2 separate regions of the Pan troglodytes genome follow, and region 1 is linked to region 2. The links are chromatin contacts, called in public Hi-C maps. All regions are on one chromosome and are shown on one strand. Each heading gives the region's core, a stretch centred on a gene start, on an enhancer-like site or on the middle of the called end of the contact. The rest is flanking DNA. Distances are from core to core; before and after follow the strand shown. Region 1 holds the start of NCOA3 (nuclear receptor coactivator 3). Region 2 has its middle 20 kb from the start of ZMYND8.

The links. A called contact is a pair of places that touch in the nucleus more often than the background predicts.
Region 1: a Hi-C map of stem cell-derived neural progenitor cells shows a contact between it and region 2, with 2.2 times the contacts expected there. The contact joins the promoter of NCOA3 here to the enhancer-like site in region 2. A contact is called at or near these places in 1 of 7 Hi-C or Micro-C datasets (stem cell-derived neural progenitor cells) and 1 of 1 datasets of contacts at active chromatin or transcription factors (stem cell-derived excitatory neurons).

What each region holds. Positions count from the first base shown.
Region 1 is chr21:53,766,450-53,770,192 of NHGRI_mPanTro3-v2.0_pri, forward strand. NCOA3 (nuclear receptor coactivator 3) reads left to right here and starts at 1,505. Exons shown (of 23, transcript XM_016938072.4): 1 at 1,505-1,696.
Region 2 is chr21:53,649,002-53,652,796 of NHGRI_mPanTro3-v2.0_pri, forward strand. No RefSeq gene overlaps it. Among named protein-coding and RNA genes, the nearest start is that of ZMYND8, 20 kb to the left of the region's middle. Within about 2 kb of position 2,115, at least 10 of the 24 cell types and tissues checked have an H3K27ac peak or open chromatin away from gene starts, as enhancers often do. A contact at or near this core is called in stem cell-derived neural progenitor cells, where this site is marked.

The sequences.
Region 1 (3,743 bases), core at 255-2,754, 120 kb after region 2:
CCCGACCTCAGGTGATCTGCCTGCCTTGGCCTCCCAAAGTGCTGGGATTACAGGCGTGAGTCACCGCGCCCAGCCAAAATGAGATATTTTAAATAACATAAGTAAACAGAAATATATCGTGATTTTAATGATAATTCATGCTCTGAAAATAAATGAAGAAAGGAATAGGAGTAGGGAAAGCTGGGATCAGAGTGGGCAGGAAGTTAAAATAGAGCAGTTAGGGAAAGCCTCACTGAATAAGTGACATTTGGACAATGACCATGGGGAGATTAGGGAATGGGTTATTTGAATTTTCTGGGAAAATACTGTTCTAGGCAGAGGAAATAGCAAGTGCACGATCTTTAAGGCCAGAGTGTGCTAAGCACGTTGGAGAGGCCGAGTCCATTGTAGCCGAGTTACAGAAGTGAGTGGAAGAGAAGAAGGTGATGAGTTTAGAGAGGGAAGGGGAGGGCAAGAGACGGGCTGTATGGGGCTTTGCAGGTTACTGCAAGAATTTTGCAGGAGGGACATAGACTGACTTGGTTCTTACCAGGATCCCTCTGGCTGCTGTGTTGAGTATAGACTGTAAGGGGAAAGAGTGGAAGCAGGCAGAACACTGAGGAGGCTGTTGCAGTGGTCCAGGTGGGAAATGAGGTGCTGACCGTGGAGGTGGTAAGTGGTCAGATTATTCTATTTTATTTACACTCAACACATCTAATACTGACTCAATATTATCTAACATACAGTCCACATTGAAATTGCCCCCCAAATTCTTTTTACATAAATAAACATCCTGAATCCAATCAAGTCTCACCTATTGCTTTTGGTTTTCACCTCTTTCATGCTGTCATATTTTAAAAGACTCCAGGCTAGATGTTGTGTAGAATGTCCCACATTCTGAATTCGTTTATTTTTTCAGGTAAGCTTTTTGTGTGTGTGTATGTGGCAAGAATGCGACAGAGGTAGCAATATGCTTTCCCCACTGCATCATATTAGGAGACACATAACAACAGTCCTGACCCATTATTGGTGGTGCTAAGTTCGATCACTTGGTAAGGGGCACCCGTTGTAAAGCAAGCTGTTCTTTATTGTAAGTCATAAATACGCTGTGGGATGATACTTCGGGACTAAATATACCCTGAATATACTGCTGCCCAACAACATTTCACCCAGTGACTTTAGCAGCTAAGGAACAGCCTCGTGGCTTCCGACCTTGTGCCTCAGTTCGCTCATCTGAAAAATGAGGATGATCATGGTCCCTACCGGATGCTTGTTTTGAGGATCCGTGCTTGGCATACCAGAAACGCTCCACAAATGTTAGGTATTACTGGACGAAGGCAAATATGAAAAAAATTAAGGGCAGGGCTAGGACTGCATTCCGGTTCTCCGGATCCCGAGGGAGCTCCCAGTTGATGCTGGGCGAAAGCGGCCGCACGAGCCCATGTCGCCACGCCCTCCGCCGCGGAAGCCAGGGTGGGGGGCGCTGGAACCCTAGGCCGGCCGCGCAAGGCCCCCTGGGACCGGTAGTGCTGGGCGTGGCCTCGGGACTACATATCCCAGTGGCCCCCCGTGCGGCGACTTCAGCTGCTGCTGCCTCAGCCGCTCCACAGCGACGGCGGCGGCTGCGGCTTAGTCGGTGGCGGCGGCGGCGGCGGCTGCGGGCTGAGCGGCGAGTTTCCGATTTAAAGCTGAGCTGCGAGGAAAATGGCGGCGGGAGGTGAGTGGAGATAAAGGAGGAGGCGGTGGCGGGCGAGGGGGTGGAGTGCGAGGCGGAGGGAAGAGGGGCGAGTTCCCCAGGCTGCGAGAGCCAGCGGCTTCAGATCTGCCAAGGCACTGAGGGGCGCGCCGGCCGGGGGACGCGCTGAGGTAGTTTCGGGGTGTCGGGGCCGCGCCGCTTCCCCTCAGCCCGGGGGGCGGCCCGCGGCGGTCGGAGCTGAGACGAAGCTGGGTGGCAGTCCGCTTGGGGATCCGAGAGGGTCCCCGCGCGGAGGGGTCACCCGAGGAGTTTGCGGGGGGACTGCAGGGGCCCACTTTCCCCTTCTGTCCCTAAAGTTTTTTCTTCCTCTTGCCTCCCCCAGCCCTTTTGAAAGCTCCCCGCGTCCTCCTCCTGCTGCCCCGGCTCCTTAGCAGCTACTGGGACGCACGGGAGGGAAAAGCCGCGGGGACCCCCCCCCACCCCAGCCTCCCAGCCGGGTGAGATTTGGTTGCTGTGTTTCCTCCTCACTTGGGCATTTAAAAAATATTTTAACACGAATTGTCCGCGGAATTTTCATGTTGGGCTCGGGTAGGTTCTTAGTTTTCTCGGTAAAAAGGCGTTTTACTACCTCTGGTGTGAAGGCTGGGAAATGGGAAGTGGGAAGTTGGTTGATTAAATTTGGGGTTTGGCTGTCTTTATTACTACTTTTTTTTTTTTTTTTTTGCTCTCCCTATCTCTCATTTTATGAACATCGACCCAGTTCGTCACGGTTTAAATAAACTGCTTGTCTTGTACCTGCCTTAACAAAACTAGCCATGGGTCGTTGGGAGACTTAGTTGCTTCCTAAGCAGTTTGAGGGCATCTAGGGTGGAAAAGTTAACCGAGAGAGCGAGCATCTACCTCACTAGCAGGATCTGGGATTCCCAAATGGAATGACACGGAAGCTATGAGATTCTCTCGAAGTCGAAACTTTTTTCCCCCTCCCGAATGCGAAGACTTCCTTTTTGCAGTATTTGAGCAGGGCTTCAAAACCAACCTGTTTTTGTTATTAAGCCTGTACGGTAAAGAAACAGGAAGGAGAGTACCAGCTGTCTTGCTGCAGTGGTTTTAAATGGAGTTGAATGAGATGCGTGAGAGTGGTGGTAGTATTGAGTAAGATTGCTGCATCTCTTTGATTTAAATGCCTGGCCTCGGATCCACCTAACTGATCCCTGGCTGCAAAAAAGCTTCAGTATTTGTTGCAGCAGGTTGTTGAGAAGGTGATTGGAGGAATAAAAATCCTAGGTCTTCAGCGAATGCTGCACAAACGAAAATGTTAATGGAAACCTGTAAGTTTGTGAATTGTTTGTTCTTGAAAATATTTTAAATGTATGCTCATTTAGAATATGGTTCTACCGAATGATATCCAATTGGAAAGGTACAAACACATTGAAAAGTGAATCTCTCTTTCACGCCAAACCCTACAGTTTCCCCTTCTCAGAGGCAAAGACTGTTACTGGTTTTTAGAATATCCTTGGTCTTTGGAATAATTATTTTAAGATTTTCATTTGAAACCACTTCTGTTGGATACCAAAAGCAGGGAAATAAAATGAACAGAAGAAACAGAAAATGTGGGAATACTGTTTTTGCTCTCTTAAAAAAAATGTTGATAGCTATTGGAAAAAGCTCTTCTGAACTTACTGCTTATGTCACCTTATCTATTAATACCGTTAAATAACAATCTGTGAGGCTTTAGGATGAAGAACTCTGCCAGGGTTCATTGTTTGTATGTACAATGAAGCCTCTGCTTGTAACATGTAAAATGATATTGAACACTATAGCTCCTGTCACTAGAGGTTGCTTCAGGTTCTGCAATGAGCAGAAATCTAAATTGCCTGTGATCCTAAATTATAGGGGCATTTTATGTATAGATGGAAATGACTTAATTGTCCAATCAGCATTTGAAATAAGAGGCATATACCAGCTTTTGGCATATAGAAGATGGGGATTGTGGACTAAGCGGGAGGCTGTAATATTTCTAGAGCAGTTATAGGAAATATTTCTGCCATAAGATATTTAATTACAAAGG
Region 2 (3,795 bases), core at 865-3,364:
GCTCTGTCGCCTGGGCTGGAATGCAATGGTGCAATCTGCGCTCACTGCAACCTCCGCCTCAAAGGTTCAAGCAATTCTCCTCCCTCAGCTTCCCAAGTAGCTAGGATTATAAGCACCTGCCACCATGTCCGGCTAATTTTATTGCATTTTTAGTAGAGACGGGGTTTCACCATGTTGGCCAGGCTGGTCACAAACTCCCGACCTCAAGTCATCTGCCCGCCTCGGCCTCCCAAAATGCTGGGATTATAGGCGTGAGCCACCGCACCCAGGTTGATATAGTTTTTAAAGAGCCCCAGCTGATTCTAATGTGTAGCCACGGTTGAGCGCCACTGTTCTAGAAAACTACAAGTTTAAACTAGAAGAAAAAGAGGCATTTTGGCCCGGCGCAGTGGCAAACGCCTGTAATCCCAGCTACCTGGGAGGTTGAGGCAGCAGAATTGCTTGAACCCGGGAGGAGGAGGTTGCAGTGAGCTGAGATGGCACAACTGCACTCCAGCCTGGGTAACAGAGCGAGACTCCGTCTCAAAAAAAAAAAAAAAGCAGGGGGAGGGGCGGCATTTTGGCATGTCCATCACTAATGGGATATACACGCACACCATATCCTGGGTTGTAGCTTTGCAGGCAGTAAATCTAATTTTTAAATTTTTTTTCAATTTCAGCTCCACTCCTAACTAACTATGATTTAGGGCTGTAGGGAAGAAAAAGTACCTTTTCCTCACCCATCACAAGGTTCATGGCTAACACCCCTAAAGACAGATTAACAAGAGATGAGCATGACAAATTTATTTAACCCAAGTTTTGAGTGACTCAGGAGTCTTCCAAAGTGAAGAACCGTGACCCAGGGCACCTGTGTTTTTATGGACAGTCAAGCAGCAGTGTCACAGGAGGACAAAAGGGTTTGATCCAATGATGTACACGGTGGGAACTTAGCAAGGCCTGTGAGTTTAGTCTTCATTGTCTCCACGGACAGGACCGGACCCCCTCTGGAATGAGGGGCTTGGGGCCTGCTTTCAGGAGAGGCAGGTCAGAGAAAACTTGAGTGGCCCACTGCAGAAGAGGAAGGCAGGAGAAGGTCAGAGAGTGACCTTCCTGCTTCTATGGCTTCCTCAAATTCCTTCAGCTTCAAATGCTCAGTTTGCCAAAGTGCTGTAATTTGGGGTATTGTGTTCCAAACCCCTACAGGAGAAGTCCCTACTGCTCTAAGCAGACTTGAGCAGGCATCAGAAGCACGTGGGCAGCTTGCTAAACACTGATTGAGGGACTCACCCCCACCGAGTTTCTCAATTGAAAGATTTGAGAATCTGCATTTCTTGAAATTCTCAGGCCTTTTGATTAAGAAACTCTTTTTTTTTTTTTTTGAGACAGAGTTTCACTCTTATTGCCCAGGCTGGAGTGCAATGGCATGATCTCAGCTCACTGCAACTTTAGCCTCCCTGGTTCAAGCGATTCTCCTGCCTCAGCCTCCTAAGTAGCTGAGATTACAGGGGCCCGCCACCACGCCCAGCTAATTTTTGTATTACAGGTGCCACCACGCCCAGCTAATTTTTGTATTTTTAGTAGAGACAGGGGTTTCACCACGTTAGCCAGGTTAGTCTCAAACTCCTAACCTCAGGTGATCCATCCGCCTCGGCCTCCCAAAGTGCTGGGATTACAGGCGTGAGCCATCACACCCGGCAGATTAATAAATTCAATCAAGGACTTTGGGGGAAGTGGGGCTGAGAATTTGCATTTCTATCAAACGCCATCAGAATTTAGCAGGTGCTGCTGCTGATCCAGGTAACAGGCTTTGAGAACCAGGGCTCAGTTGATTAGTAGTATAATTAACAAACTCTGATCCCATCACTGGCTCCCATTTCAGAGCAATGGTTGGTGCCTGCAAGCTTTCATCTCACTGTGTCCACACACAATCCCATGGGGTCCCAGTGTTCTTATGGATGAGATTACCACGGCTGCAACATTCACAGTGAATTGTCCAGGGTCACGCAGCTGCAGCCAAAGTCTGGGGTGGAACACAGGTCTAATTACAAGCAGGAGAGAACCTGGGCAACACTTTCTTTGGGAGCATCAAAGCAAGCTCTCCCACCACCTGCTTGAGCACTTCCAAATCCTGCCGACATACCCAACCCTGCAACAGGCAAAGAGCCTCGCCTCCTGCTGGGAGAGCAGCTTCTTGCGGCGCGGCCTTCGCGAAACTCCGTGGAGAAATGGCGCCCCCTGGTGGCTCCAGAGAGAGCAGCGTTCCATTCCCCGGGCTGGGAGCTCTGGTCTCATGCGTCATGGACATTCTTGGACCCCATCACTAACATGGAAAACATTATTCAGTCCATTCCATCCTAGGAAAGAACTCAGGGTGCTGAAAGGAGGTGGGGACTTCAGAGCTCAGGAATGTAAAGGAAGGGCGGCGGACCGAGCCCTGGGGCTCTCAGGGGGCTGGAATGGTTAAAGCACAGCTGAGAACAATTCGGAGTTTCACCTTTGACCTTCCCAAAGACTTCTGCTGAGGAATTTTCTTTCTTTTTTTTTTTTCTTTCAGACGGTGTTTCACTTTTGTCGCCAAGGCTGGAGTGCAATGTCGTGATCTCGGCTCACTGTAACCTCTGCCTCCCGGGTTCAAGTGATTCTCCTGCCTCAGCCTCCTGAGTTGCTGGGATTACAGGCGTGCACCAGCTAATTTTTGTATTTTTAGTGGAGACGGGGTTTCGCCATGTTTGGCCAGGCTGGTCTCAAACTCCTGACCTCAGGTGATCCACCCACCTTGGTCTCCTAAAGTGCTGGGATCACAGGCATGAGCCAGCGCGCCCGGCGGAGGAATTTTCAGTACTAAAGCTATAGTGTTGTGATGAGAGTCCGGCGTGCTCCCTGAATGCCGGTGCCCGATTCATAATCTAGTGCATTCGTTCACACATTATTCATTCAACAGATATGCTTTTGCGTGCAGTACTATTCTGGGTGCTGGGACCACAGAAATCAGCAGAACAGACAGAATCTTTGCCTTCACGGATGCCTCCTGCCCTAGAACAGTGAATGAATGAATAAATCAATAGGTAGAACACATGGAAAATAAAGAGATGACACTTAATAAAGAGATGTCATTGAGATGACACTTAAGCAAAACCTGGAGTGAGGAGAAAGAGCAGGTATCTGGTGAAGAAGTGTTCCAGGAAGAGAGAATGATAAGAGCAAAGCCCCCGGGGCGTGGGTGTGTTTCTTTAACATGTTTGAGTTCTTTTTTTTTTTTTTGAGACGGAGTCTCCCGCTCTGTTGCCCTGGCTGGAGTGCAGTGGCACGATCTTGGCTCACTGCAAGCTCCGCCTCCTGGGTTCACGCCATTCTCCTGCCTCAGCCTCCCGAGTAGCTGGTATTACAGGTGCCCGCCACCACGCCCGGCTAGTTTTTTGTATTTTTAGTAGAGACGGGGTTTCACCATGTTAGCCAGGATGGTTTCGATCTCCTGACCTTGTGATCCGCCTGCCTTGGCCCCCCAAAGTGCTGGGATTACAGGCGTGAGCCACTGCGCCCGGCCTTTTTTTTTTTTTTTTTTTTTTTTTTTTTAAATAAGGGCCAGGCACGGTGACTCACGCCTGTAATCCCAGCACTTTGAGAGGCCTAGTGGGGTGTATTACCTGAGGTCAGGAGTTTGAGACCAGCCTGGCCAACGTGGTGAAACCCCATCTCTACTAATTTGCTGGGCATGGTGGCACGCGCCTGTAGTCCCAGCTCCTTGGGGGGCTGAGGCAGGAGAATTGCTTGAACCTGAGAGGCTGAGGTTCCAGCAAGCCGAGATTGTGCCATTGC